Regions from separate parts of the Sus scrofa genome. Here all the other regions are linked to region 3. Evidence: chromatin contacts called from public HiChIP or PLAC-seq and promoter capture Hi-C data. All regions are on one chromosome and are shown on one strand. Each heading gives the region's core, a stretch centred on a gene start, on an enhancer-like site or on the middle of the called end of the contact. The rest is flanking DNA. Distances are from core to core; before and after follow the strand shown. Region 1 holds the start of MED20 (mediator complex subunit 20). Region 2 holds the start of MRPS10 (28S ribosomal protein S10, mitochondrial). Region 3 holds the start of RPL7L1 (ribosomal protein L7 like 1). Region 4 holds the start of GUCA1B (guanylyl cyclase-activating protein 2).

The links. Promoter capture Hi-C pulls out the DNA fragments that hold promoters and counts their contacts. HiChIP or PLAC-seq counts read pairs in DNA pulled down with a chosen protein or histone mark.
Region 1: an H3K27ac HiChIP or PLAC-seq map of alveolar macrophages shows a contact between it and region 3. The contact joins the promoter of MED20 here to the promoter of RPL7L1 in region 3. A contact is called at or near these places in 2 of 5 promoter capture datasets (fetal liver and liver) and 2 of 2 datasets of contacts at active chromatin or transcription factors (alveolar macrophages and skeletal muscle).
Region 2: a contact with region 3 is called in a promoter capture Hi-C map of liver, with 3 times the contacts expected there. The contact joins the promoter of MRPS10 here to the promoter of RPL7L1 in region 3. A contact is called at or near these places in 2 of 5 promoter capture datasets (fetal liver and liver), 2 of 47 Hi-C or Micro-C datasets (embryonic fibroblasts and heart right ventricle) and 1 of 2 datasets of contacts at active chromatin or transcription factors (alveolar macrophages).
Region 4: an H3K27ac HiChIP or PLAC-seq map of skeletal muscle shows a contact between it and region 3, with 6 times the contacts expected there. The contact joins the promoter of GUCA1B here to the promoter of RPL7L1 in region 3. A contact is called at or near these places in 1 of 47 Hi-C or Micro-C datasets (embryonic fibroblasts) and 1 of 2 datasets of contacts at active chromatin or transcription factors (skeletal muscle).

Annotation. Positions count from the first base shown.
Region 1 is chr7:37,071,816-37,076,715 of Sscrofa11.1, reverse strand. It overlaps MED20 (mediator complex subunit 20), which reads left to right and starts at 2,566. Exons shown (of 4, transcript NM_001206352.1): 1 at 2,566-2,709. The coding sequence starts at 2,696. It overlaps BYSL (bystin like), which reads right to left and starts at 2,199. Exons shown (of 7, transcript NM_001130731.1): 1 at 1,907-2,199. The coding sequence starts at 2,174.
Region 2 is chr7:37,326,656-37,331,613 of Sscrofa11.1, reverse strand. It overlaps MRPS10 (28S ribosomal protein S10, mitochondrial), which reads left to right and starts at 2,368. Exons shown (of 7, transcript XM_005665997.3): 1 at 2,368-2,501. The coding sequence starts at 2,454.
Region 3 is chr7:37,938,733-37,943,884 of Sscrofa11.1, reverse strand. RPL7L1 (ribosomal protein L7 like 1) reads right to left here and starts at 3,336. Exons shown (of 7, transcript NM_001123192.1): 1 at 3,020-3,336; 2 at 2,339-2,447; 3 at 133-296. The coding sequence starts at 3,033.
Region 4 is chr7:37,308,138-37,313,403 of Sscrofa11.1, reverse strand. It overlaps GUCA1B (guanylyl cyclase-activating protein 2), which reads left to right and starts at 2,246. Exons shown (of 5, transcript XM_005665993.3): 1 at 2,246-3,425; 2 at 3,427-3,450. The coding sequence starts at 3,234.

The DNA of each region.
Region 1 (4,900 bases), core at 1,317-3,816, 870 kb after region 3:
TCGATTCTGGATCTATTTTTAAGGTAGAGTCAACAGGATTTCCTAACAGGTCAGATGTGGAGTGAGGAAGAGAGGAGTCTGGGAGGTTTCTGTCTCGAGCAAATGGAAGGATATCGGGGCATTAATGGAGATGAGGTAGATGCTGGGTGGAGCAGATGTGTCAAGACAGCAGGATTTCTGTTCTAGATATGTTGAATGTGAGATGTCTATTAGACTTCAAATTGGAGAGGCTGAACAGGTAGCTGAAATATAAGAACTTGGGTTGCAGGGAAAAGGTCAGGGCTAGAATATGATCTTGGAAGCAGTGACCAAATACCAAATAGTATTTAAACCTTGAAACTGATGACAGCACCAAAAAAGTGAACACAAGTTAAGAGGTCCAAGGACCTGTCACTGTGGTGGCTTGGGTTCAATCCCAGGCCTGGGAACTAAGGGAAAAAAAAAAAAAAAAAAAAAAGTGGAGGACAAAAGAGGAGCCAGCAAAGGATACTGAGATGTCAGGAAGTAGTAAAACTGGGATGTGATGTCTTTAATCTTGATCCTGCAGCCAGGAGGCTAGTGTTTCACTGTGAACATGGCTCACAGGGCAAATGAAAGATGAGATCTGAGACCTGGACTAAACAAGCAACTTGGAGGTCAATACTCCCAGCCTAGTAAGGAAAAACTGACCCTCTTTTAATTAATCTCTTTCCCTCTTTAGCCCTTAAACGGTATCCTTCTTTCTGCTCAGAGCAGAAACTCCCCCGTTTCAGGTCTTGTAACTGAGCAGAGCCCCATGGGGCTCCTGGGCACAAGCCTTTCTGTGTCATCCATTTCTTGTTTTGGGAAATAAACTTCAGCCTCCATGACCTTCTCAGAGTTCCAAAGGGCAGGTTCACACAGTTGCTAATCAGGGGAGGGTGAGGATGCAGAGACTGGGGAGGAACAGTTAAAAGACAATAGTACAGGAATTCCTTTTGTGACTCCGTGGTAATGAACCCAACCAGCATCCAGGATGCGGGTTTGATCCCTGGCCTTGGAGGATCTGGTGTTGCCATGAGCTGTGATGCATGTCACAGACATGGCTTGGATCTGGCATTGCTGTGGCTGTGGTGTAGGTCAGCAGCTGCAGCTCTGACTGGACCCCTAGCTCAGGAACCTCCATATGCCACAGGTGCGGTCCTAAAAAGCAAAAAAAAAAAAAAACAAAAAACAGAGACAATAGTGCAACCTTGGGGCAGGTCCAGATTCCTCCTCAAGGAATATACATAGTATCTTTGAGCCCTTCTGCAGAACTATTACTTGATGAAGTATGAAGCATTCTTCAGTGGAAAAAAGGAGGACCACCAGAACCAGTCCTGGGGCCACTAAACAGGAGCGTGAGAAACCGTGCAAGTTTGCCTCGACCCTGGTCCTTAACTGCGGCTCTATTTTCCACTCTTACACTGTAAAACCATCTCCTAATCTCTCTCAAGGGGACCATAGTCTTTAGGGCACTAACCTGCTCTGGCCCTCCTTTGGCAGAGCAATAGAGATATCTTTTTCTTCTTCACCCAAAACCCTGTCTCTGTGCTTCAACTGGGCATCGGAGGACAGAGACAGAGTTTTGGCAACACTACCTGCCTCATATCCTAGCTCCCCTCCTCGCACCGGTTTCCTCCGTGCTACCTGAGATTCTGTCTCCCGGGCCTAGGTCCTAATTTTGCTCCAAATAAAACTTAACTCTCAACTTTTAGGTGAAGGTCTCCAGCCACCCTAAATCCGGCCAGGGCTGGGTCTCCCATTCCATTACCTTTGCTAGAGTGTAATACGCCCCCCTGGGTTTTTTTTTTTTTTTTTAATTCCAAACTATTATCCTGCCGGACACTTTTCAGCCTACCACTACCAACTACCCATCCTCTTTCTCGCACCCACTCTCGCTACTCACCCAGCCGCGTGGTGCGATCTTGAGGTGCCGCCGGCCTGTCCCCGGTCCCATGCTCAGCCTCGAGCTCCTCTTGCTGCTGCCGCGCTTGTTGCAAAATCCGTCGGGTCAGCCGAGGCCCCACGTACTCCTCCTCCTCTTCTCCGGTTCCGCGACCCCGCCGCTTTTCCCGGGTCCCCGCCCGCACCGCATTCCCAGCCAGGATTTGGTCGGCCAGGGGCGCATGCTTTTCCTGACCCTCGGCCCCGCGGGCGGCCTTGAGTTTGGGCATTTCGCTAGAAAACCTCGCCGGGAAGTTTCACATGTGGGGACAGAGGAAAAGCTCTGAGTGCGCCGGCGCAGGGAACTCCCCAGAGGCCAGACGGTGATTACAGCGCCCCCTGGTGTTCGGAGGCCGGACCTGCCACCATCCCCGCCCCACCCCCTGATAGAGCTCCTGAGTCCTGGAGCTGGACTCCCGAATAAACTCATTGCAATTAACATCGCCTTCTCTAAGCAGTGGCAGTCCAAGCCACGCTTTCTTAGCTTCATGAATCTAGGCCCGGGGTGATTTGTCGAATAGGAAGTCCCCGAGCTGCAAGCCTAGGGGGCGGAGCCCTGCAGTGACGTCACTGGAGGCGCCTGTACGCCCCGTTCCTCGTGGCCGCCGAAGGGACTCGCACTTTTTACGTTATTTCCGGAGCACCTCCTACTACCGAAGCTTTCGTTAGGTCGGTGGTTTCACCTCGCGTGGGCTGCAGCAGAGCACTGCGTATCAGCTGTTCAGTACTGTCATCTTCCTGGCCTAACATCATGGGAGTGACTTGGTAGGACTTCAAGGGATTTCGTGGGGCGAAGCTTGGGGTGGTGAAGGGCCGGTGGAGCCTCCAGTGTCCCCGAGAGGAGGATCGGGATCAGGGTCTGAGAGAGATGCCCTCGAGTTGTGTGGGTGAGGGGACCACTGTGAGGGCTGCGAAATCTGCGGGCCTTTTTCCTCGGAGATGCGCCCCTTCTTTCTCAAAGGTGGCAGGTTAAAAATTTTTATCTTAAGAATCCACCAGTGGTCGCGTACCTCCTTCCGTTTTTCTTGGTATATTCTTCCTGCTCGTCATCCCACAGTACTGCCTGGGGTCGGAAATAGTATGTCGGGTTTAGGACCCATCTGCAGTCAAGGTTGGATGGGTTGTGGGGAGGGAGATAGACAACATTGAAGGCAGTATCTTTTTTAGGTTTTTGCCCTTCCCTATGGCCACTAAATGCAGTTAGACCAGCCTGTGTCTAGTTCTAATTTGGCCATTTTAAGATCTCGGGTCTAGAGGGGGAAAAAAAGAAGCTATTGGGAGTTAGGAGATTGGGATGTTAGGCACATCACCTCCTCAGAACCTGTTTCCTACTATGTTTAATTACATGCTTGGTTTAGTTTCTGTGGACTTAATATCTGTAACGTGTTATGAGTCAGAGTGCAGGGAAATATGGGCCTCATGCTCTTGGAGGCATTAGTTCCAAAATGCTAGATTTCAGGGCTTAAAAGAAAAAAAAAAAAAAAGGTATCTGGAGCATCTTTCCAATCAGAGAGGGCTAGAGGCCAGGGTATCAGGAGTCAGTGGCTATAGAGTCTTCATATAAGAAAAGAGCCTGTGGGAATTCTTCCTCCCAGTCACCCAAGTCTTGCACACTTGTCAGTGACTGCACATTTGCTTCCTGCAGTTGACATCATGAGCCTCTTTGGAAGTCTTTTAGTGTAAGGAGGATGTGAAGAATGGAGATGAAAAGTTTCCTCCGCAGAGGCATGGAATCCTGGAAGCCCCTGTTGTTTTTTTCTTTTCTTTTTTAAATTAAAATATAGTTGATTTACAACATTGTGTCAGTTTCTGCTGTGAGGCCCCTGTTGTTGTTTTTGTTTTTGTTTTTGTTTTCTTTTTTCTTTTTTTCTTTTTAGGGCTGTTCCTACAGCTTTTTTTTTTTCTTCTTCTTTTTTTCTTTTTAGGGCCGTTCCTGTGTCACATGGAAGTTCCCAGGCTAGAGGTTGAATCAGAGCTGTGGCTGCCAGCCTGTGCCACAGCAATGCCAGATCCGAGCTGCATCTGCAACCTACACTACAGCTCATGGCACCGCCAGATCCTTAACCCACTGAGCGAGGCTAGGTGATCGAACCCATATCCTCATGGATACTGGTCACATTCTTAACCCGCTGAGCCACGAGCAGAACTCCGAAGCCCCTGTTCCTTCAGTGCAGAAGGCAGACAGAGGGAAAAGGCCCTCTGTTGGGACCCTTCTCGACTTTTCAGATTCCTAGTACTTTGGACCCCAGTTGTATCATCTAAGGGATTCTCTTATTTTTCAAAATAAAGGCCATCATCATTGTGGCTTGTTAGTGCTCTTCCTGATGGAGATTACTGACAATTTGTAGCAACAGCAGGGGTCTGTTTTTATATTTTCCTTTAGTTGATCATAATTGGTCATAAAGTAATGCAGTACCTCCCAAAATTCAGCCACATAATGATTGTCTTTATGATTTTTATATAACTTCATAGCACTTGAACTATTTATTTTTTTTTAATTTTTTTTTTCTTTTTGCCATTTCTTGGGCCGCTCCCGCAGCATATGGAGGTTCCCAGGCTAGGGGTCTAATCAGATCTGTAGCCGCTGGCCTACGCCACAGCTCACGGCAACACAGGATCCTTAACCCACTGAGCAAGGGCAGGGATCGAACCCACAACCTCATGGTTCCTAGTCGGATTCGTTAACCACTGCGCCACGACAGGAACTCCTAATGCTTTCTTTTGATTCTGTTTTTTTCCTTATAAGTATTTTAACAGACAACTGTATCCTTAGGAAAGCATTCTTTTTTTTTTTTTTCCTCTTTCAGCTGCACTCGAGGCATATGGAAGTTCCCAGGCCAGGGACTGAATCTGAGTCACAGCTGTAAGCTGTGCCACAAATGTGGGAATGTCAGTTCCTTAACCCACTGCCCCAGGGCAGTATCAAACCCATGCCGTCACAGAGACAATGCTGATC
Region 2 (4,958 bases), core at 1,119-3,618, 610 kb after region 3:
ACAACAACTGGTGCAATCAAAATATGATTCAACTTAGAAATAGTTGATGTATACACTTATTTTTCCTGGATCTACAGCAAGATGGACTTGCATCAACTCTCTAGAATCATTTGATCTGCTCATTTACATTAGGTCAGGTTTGAAAGTTTAGGTCATAGGGAAGAGATCCATAATGGACTGGCCAGGCTTCAAAACGCTTTCCATACTAATAAACTAAGAAGTTTTACATGTCCAAACAAAAACAAACAAAAACCCACTGTCCATGCCCATACATCATACCAAAGGGCCCTGTCCACAGCCCCACTGTTGGCAAAACCTGGGGTTGCTCCTCACAATGACTCCCACCTTGCTGCCAACTAACTGGACCCCAAGCTATTAGGTCCATAGTTGGTTTGGTGACACGGGACATGGTTTAGGCCTGAAAAATAAGGGGACTAGGGAGTTCCGGCCACGGTTCAGCGGAAACGAATCCGACTAGGAACCATGAGGTTTCGGCTTCAATCCCTGGCCTCACTCAGTGGGTTAAGGATCTGGTGTTGCCGTGAGCTGTGGTGTAGGTTGCAGATGCAGCTCGGATCTGGCATTGAGGCTAGCAGCTACAGCTCTGATTAGATCCCTAGCTTGGAAACCTCCATATGCCCTAAAAAGACAAAAAAAAAAAAAAAAGAAAGAAAGAAAGAAAAGAAAAGAAAACGAAGGGACTATACCCAATTCCCACACTTCAGAGCATGAATGGAAAAAGCTGGTGAGCCAAAAGCAGCAAGCAGTGACCACAGGCAAGGCAGAATTCTGAGGGAGCAGAAACTGTAAACAGAGAAATCCCATCAATAAAGAGACCATGTTTGGCCTTAGGGATGGAGAGGACATCCAGTCCCTAAAGCTGCTCCGAGCCCACTTTTCCAGTTACAGGAGCAGTTCAGGCCACATACATGTTAAAAAAAATAAATAAATAAAATAACTCCTTTTCTTGCAGGAAGTGGGGACGTGGGGAATCTCTAGTCCTCACATCCAAAAGAGACTTAAGAGACTGGAGCTTACTGAGGTCAGCTGGAGGGGTGCAAAGGGCACTGAACTAGGATTTTTTTCTTTCTTTTTAGGGCCGAACTCAGCATATGAAGGTTCCCAGGCTAGAGGTCTAATCGAAGCTACAGCTGCTGGCCTGCACCACAGCCACAGCAACGTGGGATCCGAGCTGTGTCTTCGACCTACACCACAACTTATGGCAACGCTGGATCCTTAACCCACTGAGCGAGGCCGGGGATCGAACCTGCATCTTCATGGATGCTCAATTCGTTTCTGCTGAGCCACAATGGTAACTCCGGAACTAGGATTTTTGATGATGGTCATTGGTTCAGCTGTAACTAACTCATCATAATGACTTTGAGTCATTTCACTCTGGGCTTCGGTTTTTTCACCTTTTAAATTAGGATAAAATGTATGTATTCTTGTGAGGATCAGATTAGATAACACACGTAAGATTGTTCTCAAGCTGTAATGTCACCATCATTGACAGCTGCAGAACTGTCACCCAGCTGAAGCTACTCAAGGCAGAGACGGGCTGAAGAGCCCTGGAAGAAGCCGCAATAGAGTTGCAGAGCTATGGGAAAACTCCTCTGGCTAAGAGAGACCAGCCAATTGTGAATGTCACAATTGAAAGACGTAATCCGGTTCCGGAAGGGCCCCTGGATAACCTGCCAAGACTATGGCTATTACAGACATCATCACTTAAGTACAACCTCAGGTCGTTCCTCCAGGGCAAAATGAGCTAAGAGACCAGGAGCTTTGGACCACCTGGCCAGGGAATCGTTAAACCAGTGACATCATGACTCTTGACTCTACAATTCAGAAATGTCACAAGACAATGACTAATCCCAGCTGTTTTGCTCTTCCTCTTAAAACAAAACAAAACAAAACCCACCTAACTCAAAGACCAAGTTGGAGTACATCTAAGGCTTGTCTCCCACTCCCTTGCTTGGCGCCCTGCAATAAATCCTTACTTTGGAGCGAACTCCCGCTGTCACTTTGGCTTTCTGCGGGCCACGGGTACACAAGCGCTTCGCTGCGTCATAACGGGAAAATAAATCAACCATTAATCCACTAACTCAGAGATAACATTGTCAATATATCAGCTGACATGACATCAATATATACTTTTTTTCCAAGCATGTATTTGTTATGTTTGCCTCCAACAAAACAGGAACCGTAATTTGAAGAGGGAAACGCTGGCGGAATTCAGTATCCCTCCAGGTACCAGCTGAAGCTTTACCGGCCCGGCTGCGACCGGAAGGAAGCTGGCTGTATTCACAGTCCCACCCTCAGAGAGCGTAGGATCACGTCTCTATGGTTGTTCCTGAGCCGGAACACAGGGATACACTCTTTCCTTTTGCGGAACTCTATGGTCAGAGGATGGCTCTGTGACCCCGGAAGCGATCCCGGGAAGCTGGGGCGGCAAGATGGCGGCGCGAACGGCGTTTGGGGCGCTGGCCCGGCGTCTCTGGCAGGTACCGGGCGCGCTGAGGGTATTAGGCGGACTTACGGATACAGTTGCCTCTATGTCTGGCCGTCGCGTGTCGTTCTGCCAATCTGGAGCCCTCCGCGATATTTATTCCTTATCTCAGCCCGTTGTTTGCAGGGAAGGAGCGAGAAAAGGGCTGATGTTTTGTCGAGTTTCTTTTCATAGGATAAAACGTAATGAGTCAGGGCAACAGGAAGAATCAGAGTGTCAAAGCTGTAAAGAATATAGGACAGCGAAAGTTCCAGACCCGGCCTTTCACATTTGCGAAATAAACCGAGGCTCAGAACAGGCAGGAAGTTTCATCTCTCTGAAATGAGGTGGCATGAGACCTTTGACGCTTCCCGCGGAACCAGACTGAGATACCTTGCTGATAGCCGGGTTTCTGAGACTTAGATGAGAGTCGCTGAAGTCAGAGGAGTTGGTTGGATAACCTCTGCTCGGTTCTTTGGAGAAAGAAACAAAACCTTTAGCATCAGTTCTCAAGTTAGCCTTAGCACCCCTTTACACTCTAAAAATGGTTGAGGACTCCAGAGAGCTTTTATTTTTGTGGGTTTTAGCTGTGAATGTTTAGCTTACTGGAAATTACAACCAAGAATCTTTAAAATGCGTTTTCCTTTAAAAATAGCGCTGGGAGTTCCCATTGTGGCGCAGCAGTATGGAACCCTACTAGCATCCATGAGGACGCGGGTTGGATTCCTGGCTTCGCTCAGTGGGTTAAGGATCCAGCGTTACCATGAGCTGCAGTGTAGGTCGCAGACGGGGCTCGGATCCCGCTTTGCTGTGGCTGTGGTGTAGGCCCTCAGCTGCAGCTCCCATTCAATCCCTAGCCTGGGAATTTCCGTATGCTGCACCTGCAGCCCTAAAAAGAAAAGTAAAAAATTAAAATAACACTAATAAACTCATTACATGTTAACGTAATTAATCTTTGTATGGGGTACAACTAGATTTTCCGAAACAAATTTAGTGAGAAGAGATGTTTTTGCACATCTCTGATTTTGGCTTAATAGAAGACAGCTGGGGTTTCACAGCAGCTTCTGCAGTCTGTTGCTATACCACAGTGTCTGGAAAACTTCACTGCACACTGGTGACAGAATGGCAAAGTTGCAAATAACGTCTTACTATTATTATGGAAGTAAGTTTAATCTCTCCAGCCCACAGTGAAAATGTCCTCGGACCAGAATTTAAGAACCAGTGTTTTTAAGAAAAGGCAGGTGGTGTTAGAGATTGAAATTTTGAGCTATTTTTAAGACACAGTTACCAGACTACAGCTTACGCCTTCAAAAAAAAAAAAAAAGGAGGGAGTCCCTGTTGTGGCTTAGCTGTAACAAACCCGATTAGTATCCATGAGGACGTGGGTTTGATCCCTGACCCTGCACAGTAGGTTAAGGCTTCAGTGTTGCCGTGAGCTGTGGTGTAGATCCTGACACAGCTCGGATCTGGCGTTGCTGTGGCTGTGAGGTAGGCTGGCAGTTACAGCTCCCATTCGACCCCCAGCCTGGAAAATTCCATATGCCTTAGGTTCGGCCCTAGAAAGACAAAAAAGAAAGAAAACTTAAGAACTTCCTAAGATTCATTTGTAGGTTGAACAGCACATTAGGCTTCAACTTTTTAAAGCAGGGGTTTATACCCGGAGAAGATGCCTGGGAAGTGTTGTATTCCTTAGACCTGAGGTCCTTCTGCAGAACCGGATTATTGGGGTGGCCACTGGCATAAATGTGGGAAAGGAGTTTTCTTTTACTGCCTTGTATTGTGTTTGAATTCCTTTCTTTATTTTTCCCCCTTGATCCAGGGGCGATTGTGAAAGTTTCAATTTGCGTCCATCTCAAGTAAAGAAGAGAGGAAGGACAATAAGCTAAGAATAGACTTTTAAAAACATACTTAGGTGACCCTCAGCTGTTTTAAGTTTCATTTGTAGTAAACTGTTATTCTCATCCTCAAAGTATATTTAAGGATTCTGGGAGAGCTTTTGTGACACAGTGGGTTAAGAATCTGGTGTTTTCACTGCAGCAGCCTGGGTTACTACCGTGGCGTGGGTTGGATCCCTGGTGAGGGAATTGCACATGCTGTAGGCGCAGCCAAAAAAGAAAGAAAGAAAAAGAGAGAAAGAAAGGAGGAAAAGGATCCTATTGAGCTTTTCCAGTTTACACTTTTATTTTTATTTTATTTTTTTGCCTTTTAGGACTGCACTCATGGCATATGGAGGTTCCCAGGCTAGGGGTTGAATCAGTGCCACGTCTGCGTCCTACATACACCACAGCTCACGGCAACGCTGGATCCTTAGCCCACTGAGCAAAGCCAGAGATTGAACCCACATCCTCATGGATCCTAGTTGGGTTCGTTAACTGCTGAGCCACGAAGGGAACTCCTCAGGTTACACTTTTAAATCTCAGTGGCAAATTACAAGTAATATATGGAACTATAGGTTTCCTACAACTATAGGTTT
Region 3 (5,152 bases), core at 2,087-4,586:
TGACAGAACACTGTAAACACCAGCTATAATGGAAAGAATAAAAATCAAAAAACAAAAACAAACAAAAAGACCCCCCAAAAAGCCTGAACCAATAGTTTGCCTCAGCCTCCCAGGATCCAGCAAGTTCCCTACCTTTCGATGCGTACAACAAAGGCCAAGGAATGTTTATCTGGCACTTCCAAGCCATGAGGCTTCACTTCCAGTCGTCTGAGGCGCACTCTGTCACGTAGTTGCCGCCAGGAATCATGTAGGAACCATTCCAGTCGTTTAAACTTGAGTTCCTTTCCTTTCCTCTGCTACAGAGAAGACAGACTATCACCACCACTTTATGTCTCTAATTGTCTTTACTTCTGCAACAGTCATTCATTAGTCACTATCGGTAGAGCTTATTTGCCCTCTGTTCTGGAAAAGGGACCAAACATCCTCTATTTTTTTTTTTTTTTAAAAAAACAGCGAACCTGCCACAGACTAGGGGTCAGATGGGAGCTACAGCTGCCAGCTGTCATCACAGCCTTGGCAATACCAGATCTGAGCTGCATCTGCGACCTACACCACAGCTTGTGGCAACCCTGGATCCTTAACCCTCTGAGTAAGGCCAGGGCTTGACCCTGCACCCCCACGGAGACAATGTCAAGTTCTTTTTTTTTTCCTTTTTGTCTTTTTAGCGCCGCTTCCGAGGCAATATGGAGGTTCCCAGGCTAGAGGTCCAATTGGGGCTACAGCTGCCATCCTGTGCCACAGCCACACAGGATCCAAGCCGCATCTGCAACCTAACCACAGCTCACGGCAATGCCAGATCCTTAAGCCACTGAATGAGGCCAGGGATCGAACCTGCAACCTCATGGTTCCTAGTGGGTTTCGTTTCCACCACGCCACAATGGGAACTCCAACGTCAAGTTCTTAACCCACTGAGTCAATACAGGAACTCCCATCCCTTTTTTTTCTCTTTTTTTTAGTTTTCCCAGCATCATTCGTTTTTTAAAATGATTTTTTACTTTTTCCATTATAGTTGGTTTTACAGTGTTCCGTCAATTTTCTACTGTACAGCAGTGACCCAGTCACAAACATACATACATTCTTTTTCTCACATTATCCTCCATCATGCTCCATCATAAGTGACTAGATATAGTTCCCAGTGCTATACACTAGGACTTTATTATATAATGGAAAAACCCACTCTGGTGGTTTTGTGGGTTAAGGATCCAGTGTTGTCACTGCTGTGGCGTGGGTGTTGGGGAGGGGAAACAACACCAACATACTCAAGTAAAGGTGAAATTGAGAAAACCTGAGAACTACTGGGGACAGTCCTTGTTGAATAAGCAAAAAACCAATTAGTTTACACACTGTCAGTCAACGTTTATTGGAACATAAGGCATCATAAAGCTCATGCCTCCCAAATATGTATTTCTCCAAAACATTTGGCAAATAGCAAAAACTATTTCAGAGTCCTGTTGTGGCTCAGCGGGTTAAGAACCTGATCAGTATCCATGAGGCTGTGGGGTCAATCCCTGGCCTCACTCAGTGGGTTAAGTATTCTGCATTGTTGTAGCTGTGGTGTAGGCCAGCAGCTGCAGCTCTGATTAGACCTCTGGCCTGGAAACTTCCATACTCCATATATGTGGTCCTAAAAAGAAAAACAAAACAAACAAAAAACGCAAACCAAAAAACCTGGTACATTAAAAAAAAAAAAATTAGAGTTCCCAATATGGCACAGCAGGTTAAGGACCCAGCAATGCCACAGCTGTGGCTCAGACTGGAATCTTGGCCCAGGAACTTCCATATGCCATGGATGTGGTTGAAAAAAGTAAGTAAAATTTTTAAGTTTTTGGGAGTTCCTGTCGTGGCTCAGCAGAAATGAATCTGACTAGTATCCATGAGGACACAGGTTTGATCCCTGGCCTCACTCATTGGGTGAAGGACCCGATGTGGTGAGCTGTGGTATATGTCACAGATGTGGCTGGGATCGGGGGTTGCTGTGGCTGTGGTGTAGGCCGGCAGCTGTAGCTCCAATTTGAACCCTAGCCTGGGAGCCTCTATGTGCCACACCTGCCGGCCTAAAAAGAAAAAAGAAAATTTTTTTTCTTTTAGGTACACAAGCATGTTCTCGAATCCCTTGGTATGAACCGGAAGGAACACTCTCCACTGGCTTTTTCCTTAAACTCTACTCCAGTATTTTGCCTGCAGAAAGCATTTGATACATACTTGCTTTGTTTAGCAAATATGTATCATCCAGCTGATGGGGGAAGCCGACTGTCAGTACCAAATTAGTTCAACATGTGCTGGATAAAACTCACCGAACACAAATTCTCATTCCTTCCACCTGGTTCCCCACTATTACCTCTTTCTTTTGCAAAAGCGCTTGCTTCGCCTGTGTGGCTTTGAGGGCCTGATATGCCTTCCTCTTTTTCAAGAGATTTTCTGGAACCAAAGGGATCTTTTTTCTTTGCCTGAGAGAGAAAATGGAGAAAAGCGATAGTATTTAGGAAACAAATCTGCAATGCGTTTCCAAACGACAGCTTGGGCTTCGCAAACATTACTGTCTAAAACCTCCTAAGGACCGCGCTCCCACCCCGCCACCTGGCGTTTCTGACTCCAGTTCTCAAAAGCTTTCAAGAACCATGAACCCCTTAGCCACTGGTCCTCGTATGTCAATGGAGCTTTTACTGTCATAGCCTTTTACAGATACCACCAGCGATGAGATTCCGCCCCGTGGGGTTGGGGCGGGTGCGGACCCAGCTGCAGAGATAATACTTAAGTCAGGCTGGGGAAACCCACCCTCCAGCCCGCAGCCTCAAACTCATTCCTCACCCCTTGAGGTAGGTAATCCGAACCTGACAGAGGCCCCATCCGCCCGCCCCAGCCCAACACTTCCTCCCTCCTCCTTCGATAATCTGGAGCCTTTTCTAAGTCTCTCTTCAGTCCACAAGGATCCTTATTTTCCGCCACCGAGAAATAAATACTGAGGATGGCACCAGATGCTCAGGGCACCACCCAGAATCTCAGAGCCCCTGATACTCACTCCTCCTCCGCCATTTTTCCAGCGCAGCTGCTACTGCTCAGGCGTTGCCCCACGCATGGGAAGGAACCTCTCTATGGTCTCTCGACCATAGAGATGTCTACTCTAGCTCACCCCAGGGCGAGCGGGTAGCCTGCGCCTTCTTAGCAGCAATGAACTGCTGAAGTTTTGCTAACCCTGATTCCTATCAAAAGTGGCTCAAAGCTTCCTGGGCGCCGCTTAGAAGCTTTTTAGAGCCCGGTCATCTTCAAAGACCATCCCTTTTTATTTCAGCTGTATTCTCATATCGCCGGAAGCCTGGTCACAAACGAGGAAACGCTTCCCACCGACTTCCGGTAGGGAGTGAGGTGACGATTTTCCGGTTTCTGCTCGCTAGGCTGCGCTTCTCCCGGAAGGCGACTGGCGGGATCCGGTATCCTTCACCTGGTGCGGAGAGCTTGGGGCTGCAGCTTTGGTTCTGTGTTGGTGGAGGTGTGGACGACTTAGGGTGCTGGCAAAGGCATCTCTGATTCCCTCGGCCTGGCTTCGTCAGTGGGTCCCTGATCAAGTGGGTCCCTCTATCCCTTCGTTTCCCTTACCCAAAAAGTGGACGTAATAGCGAATCTTGCCTAATAGCCTTGGGAAAGTTATATGAGCTGCTCCACATAAAGCGCTTAGAACAAAGTCCAGTAAGCAGTTAACACTGTGTTAATTATTATTCCTGCTGTACCGAAAACGAGAAATTGCAACTTACGATTTCAGAACTCCCTCATAATAGCTCTCACCACCTGGAATAGGTTTCCTTCTCTCCTGCTCTTCAGAAAGAAATAAAAACTCACGTGTTGTCTTTAATGGAAACCTCCAGACCAGTGTGTCTCAAGCATTAATGTGCATAGGAGTCACATGAAAATCTTGTTAAAATCACGTTTTTATTCAGGAGGGGCGGGGAGTCAATATTCTGCATTTTAAACGTGATTCAAAGTGATGGGGATGCTTCAAGTGCATTTTGACTAGAAGGGCTTTTTCTTTTTCTTTTCTTTCTCTTTCTTTCCTTTGTTTTTTGGCGGCCCCCTCAGTATGTGGAAGTTTCTGAGTCAGGGATCAAACCTGTGCCACAGCAGTGACCTGAGCCACAGCAGTGAAACACTGGACCTTAACCCGCTGAGCCACAAGAGAACTCATGACTAGCAAGTATCTTGAGAAGTCTCTCCTTTTTCTGAATTCCTTCAGCATGTTTATTTTTTAAGAATTCCTGTAGTGGCACAGCGGAAAGAATCCGACTAGAAACCATGAGGTTGTGGGTTTGATCCCTGGCCTCACTCAGTGGGTTAAGGACCCGGTGTTGCTATGAGCTGTGGTATAGGTCAAAGAGGTGGCTCGGAGCTGGCGTGGCTGTGGCTGTGGCGTAGGCCAGCAGCTGTAGCTCTGATTCAATGCCTAGCCTGGGAACCTCCATATGCTGCAGGTTCAGCCTTAAAAAAAAAGCAAAAAAAAAAAAAAAATTTTAAATGTTTCTCGGCATTATAGGCTTTTGGGGCCAGATAATTCTTTGTCCTGTTGGTTGTAGAATATTTTGGCAGCATCCCAGGTTTCTACCCACTGCATGCCAGTAGCATCTCCATCCTAGTGGTGACAAAGTTCTTGTCTCCAGGCATTGCCAAATGTCTAGCACAGTCTATGTATATTTATGTTAAGGTCTAAGGCAATGTCACTGTTTGACAGTCAGCACTTAAAGGCATCACCACAGACTTTATCCTGTATTGTTTGGTTTATTGTTTCCCTGATTAGACAGGGTTCTCTGAATGCAGGGAAGTCATCACATCTCTGAATCTTCTACAGCACCTCTCACAACAACAGGCACCTGCAGGGGCTGGTTAACCATCTAAACTCAAGGCATCACATTGGTATGTGCTATGCATCTAAGACAACCAGAAAGACAGTGCCATGCGCAGAATCCAGAACCTGATAAATAAATGTCAAAGGACAACATGGCCTTCAGAGTCACCAACTGTGGCTCAAGCCTCATGCTTACTCTTTCAGCATCTCACCATGTGTCTTAGTTTGTGAAAAAGCAAATAGAGAAGGGACACTAAAGTATAACAAATTCATTAAACAGTAAAAAAGGAATGAAAATAAGTCATTATTTTGTAATATCCT
Region 4 (5,266 bases), core at 997-3,496, 630 kb after region 3:
CACTTGGCTCAGTTTACTCAAGTCCTGTTTGTGTGTGACCCAGAACTCTTTGCTTGTGCCAGGCAGAGTTCTAGGCTTTGGAAATTCTCCCTGGTGTGTATGGTGAAGTTCCTCTCCTCCAGGATCTCAAACTCTAGTGGAGACAAATAATAAAGACCGTTTCATATGCAGTTAAACACTAGTAGGCACAAGTTCTCCTGCGGCACAGCAGGTTAAGGATTGGTGGTGTCGCTGCAGCGGCTCAGGTCACTGCTGTGGCTCAGAGTCAAGCCCCATCCCTGGGACTTCCACATGTCAGTGTGGCCATTAAAAAAAATAATAAATTTAAAAAAGGGAGGTCATTGGTGACCACTGTAAAGCCTTCCCCATGGAGCAATAGGGATGAGCGTCCAGTTGGAGTAAGTCGAGAAGAGAACAAGAAATGAAGAGGAGTTTCCATCGTGGCTCAGCCATTAATGAATCTGACTAGCATCCCTGGCCTTGCTCAGTGGGTTAAGGATCCGCCATCACGGTGAGCTGTGGTGTAGGTTGCAGACACAGCTCGGATCCAACGTGGCTGTGGCTGTGGCGCAGGCTGGGAGCTACAGCTCCGATTCAACCCCTAGCCTGGGAACCTCCATGTGCCTCGGGTGTAGCCCTAAAAACAAAGAAAATAAAACCAAAAAAAAAAAAAATGAAGAGGATGCAGGATAGGTTCAGTTATCTATTGCTACCTTTTTTTTTTTTTTTTTTTTGGTCTTTTTGATCTTTTTTGGCCTTTTCTAGGGCCGCTGCCATGACATATGGAGGTTCCCAGGCTAGGGGTCTAATCAGAGCTACAGCCGCCAGCCTACACCACAGCCACAGCAACGCAGGATCCGAGCCGTGTCTGTGACCTACACCACAGCTCATGGCAACGCCAGATCCTTAACCCACTGAGCAAGGCCAGGGATCAAACCCACAACCTCATGGTTCCTAGTCGGATTCGTTAACCACTGCGCCACAATGGGAACTCCTATTTATTGCTACCTTTAAAAAGCCTGCCGACATCTACTTTGCGTGCAGATTGGAAGTTTGGGCAGGGCTCTCTGGGAACATTGGCTGCTCCTTTTGGTATCAGCTGGGGTGGCTGGAAGGCTGGGGCCAGAGTCATCTGCAGGTTCCCTCACTCCCTCACTCACACACCTGCTGGTTGAGGCTGACTGTCAGCTGGAAGCTCTGCATGTGCCCTGGGCTTCCCCGTAACACGGCAGCTGCGTTCTAAGGACAAGTCCTGAGGGAGAGCCAGGTACAAACCCTATCGCCTTTGGTGATATGACCTTGGAAGTCTCATAGTGTTCCTTCTGCCCATTCTCTTGGCTGAGTACCATAAAGTCCCATCCAGGTTGAAGAGAGGGAGAAATAGACTCTTCCCCTTGATGTGAGAAACATGTGCGACTAGACCTGCTGCTGTGCCGTTTTCAGAAAATAGCATCTTCAAGGGGAGCCAAAATTAAGACAGTAGCTGGAAGGGAAGAGTAGGCATAGTGCAAGATTTTAAAATTTCTTTTATTTTTAAATTTTATTTATTTGGGGGGGCTGCACCCATGACATGCAGAAGTTCCCAGGCCGGGGATGCACCAGAGCCACAGCAGTGACAATGCCAGATCTTTTAACTACTAGGCTACCAGGGAACTCCTTTAATTTCTTTTGAAATGTTTTCATTTCTTTCAAAATCAGAAGAAAGAGTTAATAAAATGCAGTCTGGACTGGGCTGGATTATATTCATCTTTATAGCAATGAATGATAACATAGAACTTTTCATATTGATTTATTTAATTATCACTATCTTCTGACCCCTAAAGGCAAAAGCGGACAGGTCCAAAAAAGTCACAGTGGGATGCTGAATGTGGGGGTCAAGGGTGAATTTTTATTGTGTTTTGTTTTGTTTTCATGAAGGTGAAATGAAAGCATGTTGGCACCAGGAAGGGTCCATTAGAGAAGGGCAAACAGAGGGTGCAGAACGGGATGACTGTGGACGTGAAGTCTTGAGTAGACATCTGGAAGCCAGGTGGCACAGGTGGAGAGTGGGAAAGGGACCAGGAAGAGGCAGGGGATGTGGGCACAGGTGCACAGAGCTGTGTCTGTGGAGGGAAGATGGAGTAGTTGTCTGGTGCATCTACTTCCCTGTGAGGTGAAGGAGGTGACAAGGCCACCCGCTGAACGTGGGAGTGAGGGGAGGCTTGAGGACAGGAAGTGTGGTGGAATAGTCATCTCTGGGGCCGGGGAGTGACGGCCCCAGAGGAAAGCGAGCAGTACCATTGTCCGCCACTCTTTGAAGTGTGTACAGCCAGCGTGAGTTTCTCACTTTCTCTAGCCATGTTCAGCTTCCTCTTAATATAATTGATTCAACAACAAATTCGCATGAACCTTTAATATAAAAGTAAGAGCACTCGGAGGTGAATTAGGCCACGCTCCCAGATCTTTGTCAGGTGTTTATCCTTTTGGAGAAAAGTGGGACGAGCCCTGCCAATAGATCTTGGAGGGAGGGTGTAGGAGGGAAATATTTGTAATTTAAACTGGGAAATGGACATCTGCCAGGACTGTGGGCTACGATCTGTGGTTGGGCTGCAGATAGCAGGCTGGGGCAGAGTCTGCGAGCGGGCAGAGCTGTTCACCCAGAGCCCCTCACTCCATTGCTTCAGCTGCTTCTCACTAGGCCAAGTTGAGGGCGAGACCCAGATCACCAGCGATCCTGTTTCACAGGCTGGGAGTTGCCTTGCTCCCTCTGTGGACCTCACAGTCTCCAGTATCTCCAAGATGGGCCTCCCTGGAGTGGCATGGGGCCCAACCAAGGGACAGGGAGTGACTCTGAGATGGGAGGGTCCCTGGCTTCCCAACTCATCTTCACTCTCCCTCCTCCATGCCTGCCTCTCAGTTACCCGCCCTTCTCCCTCTTCAGAATCTGCCTGGCAGCTTAGTTGAGTGGCGAAAGGGAGGGGTGAGGCTGGTGGAATTTAGCTGACGGGAGGGAGGTCAGAGCTTCCAGGAGAATCTTCTAATGATCTTAGGGGGATTAGACGGCCTGGTCCCGCCCCGTTGCCGCAGCCCCCTACACTGCCCATCTCTGTCAGCTGGCCAGGAGACGATGAAGAGGCTGGCTAAGCAGAGGACAGGGAGGAAGAGGGCCCGAGCCTAAGGAATCCCTCTGGCAGAAGCAGGGGGAGGCGGGCAGAGACCCTTGCTCCCTGACGTCCGGGGGGAGAGGGGCCGGGATGGGGCAGCAGTTCAGCTGGGAGGAGGCGGAGGGGGAGGAGAACCGCGCGGTGGACGTGGCCGAGCTGCAGGAGTGGTACAAGAAGTTCCTGACGGAGTGCCCCAGCGGCTCGCTCTTCATGCACGAGTTTAAGCGCTTCTTCAAGGTCGCAGGCAACGAGGAGGCCACTCAATATGTAGAGGGCATGTTTGTTCCGCGCCTTCGACAGGAACGGGGTAAGGTTCCCCGAAGGGCAGGAAGGATGGCTCGGGTCTCGTCCTGGAGCGAAAGGCGCATCCTCGTGGGAGCTCGGCTCCCCAGTCCCCCCGCCCTTCCTCCATCCCCTCTTCACTTTTTCTATCCCACTCTTTCCCCCAAACGCTTCTCTCCCCACATCATTCTTCCCTCCCGCCTTCTCTTCCTCCTCTCCGCCCTCGTCTGACTCGCCCTCTTCCTGCGAGCTGGGACTCTGCAGAAAGGCACACGGTGTCCAGTCCTCTCTCCGTGTATTTATGGACAGGGCTCCGCAGCCGGACCACCTGGTTTTTCGCATCCATCCGAGCCCCCCTCACTCTAAAGATAAGGGGCTCCAGAGCCGTTCTAAACGGGCCAAGCTATCCCGGCACAGCCCGTGAGCGCCCCCTTGTTGGGGTCCCTCGAATTGAGACAGGTCCGCTCTACCCGCCAAGAACGCTGGAGGAGGCTCCTGCGGGGACTGGGAGGTTACCCGGCCTATTGCCAAAGTCCCTTTCTATTCTTCAAGCCACGGAAGAGTCCATGAAATTATCCACCCGTAGGGTTTCTTCAAGCCCTTAGGTGGCAGCAGGAGCTAAGAAAATATACTTTTTAAATGCACACCTGGGAACTGAATTTTAAAATGGAAACCCCTTCGTTACTTAAGGCCATCCAGTCAAGCGCCTCTGCAATTCTTTAAGCCATTAGGATTGCCTCAAATACTTATTTAAGTCCCCTAAATTGAGGAGAAGGTGGGTTGGACCTAAATAATTAATCTGGAGGAAGTGCGAGTACCCCACTTTTTTGCAAGGGAGGGCTCTGCTTTCTAGACTGAGTCACTGAGAATGCTCAGGGCCGCCTTTGCCCCGTCCCGGTCAGTGCACGTCTCCTCGTCGCCTGTAGGGGGCGCTGAGGCGGAGTCAGCGTCATCCCAGCCACAGAAACCTCCCTGGGATGAACCCTAATAAACTCCCTCTGGGGCTCAAAGTGAGCTTCAGGCTTCCCAAGGCTCCTTTCCACAGGCTCCCCAGAGTCAGCAGCTGCTCTGGGAAGGAGCGGGCAGACGTTGTTATTCCAAATCAAGTGATGAGGAAGCAAAAGGAGTTGCTTTGCCCAAGGTCTTGAGTCCCAGACAAGTGCTCCTGTCCGGAAGGAAGTTTGTGGGCCTTTTTAAGGGAGAAAGTGATTTTCTAAAGTGTTGAATGTCATAAGAAAAGTAAATAAATATATCGGGTCATATATGGCAATACTCCCTATTAAAAATGTATTAATCTTCCTCATATTCATTTAAAATTCAATATAATAACAATTCAAGATCTAAAAGATTATTAAGCCCCTGGAAATAATACAGCTATACACTTATAACTTATCTCTTCTGATAAGTCAGCAAATAATACTCACCAATTTTTTTTAAAATAACTGTTAATCTTGGAGTTCCTATCCTGGCGCAGCGGAAATGAATCTGACTATGAACTGTGAGGTTGCGGGTTCTATCCCTGGCCTCGCTCAGTGGGTTAAGGATCCGGCATTGCCATGAGCTGTGGTGTAGGTTGCAGACACGGCTCAGGCCCTTGTTGCTGTGGCTGTGTAGGCTGGCGGCTTTAGCTCTGATTAGACCCCTAGCCTGGGAACCTCCATATGCCGCAGGTATGGCCCTAAAAAGCAAAAAATAAAAATAAAAAATAAAACTGTTAATTTTGATAGGATGTTAAATTTACAGAAAAATTTTAAGAATAGGACAAGTAATTACTATATACATTTTATCCAAATTCCCCAACTGCTTACATTTTGCCTTATTTGCTTCAGCATTCTCTCCGT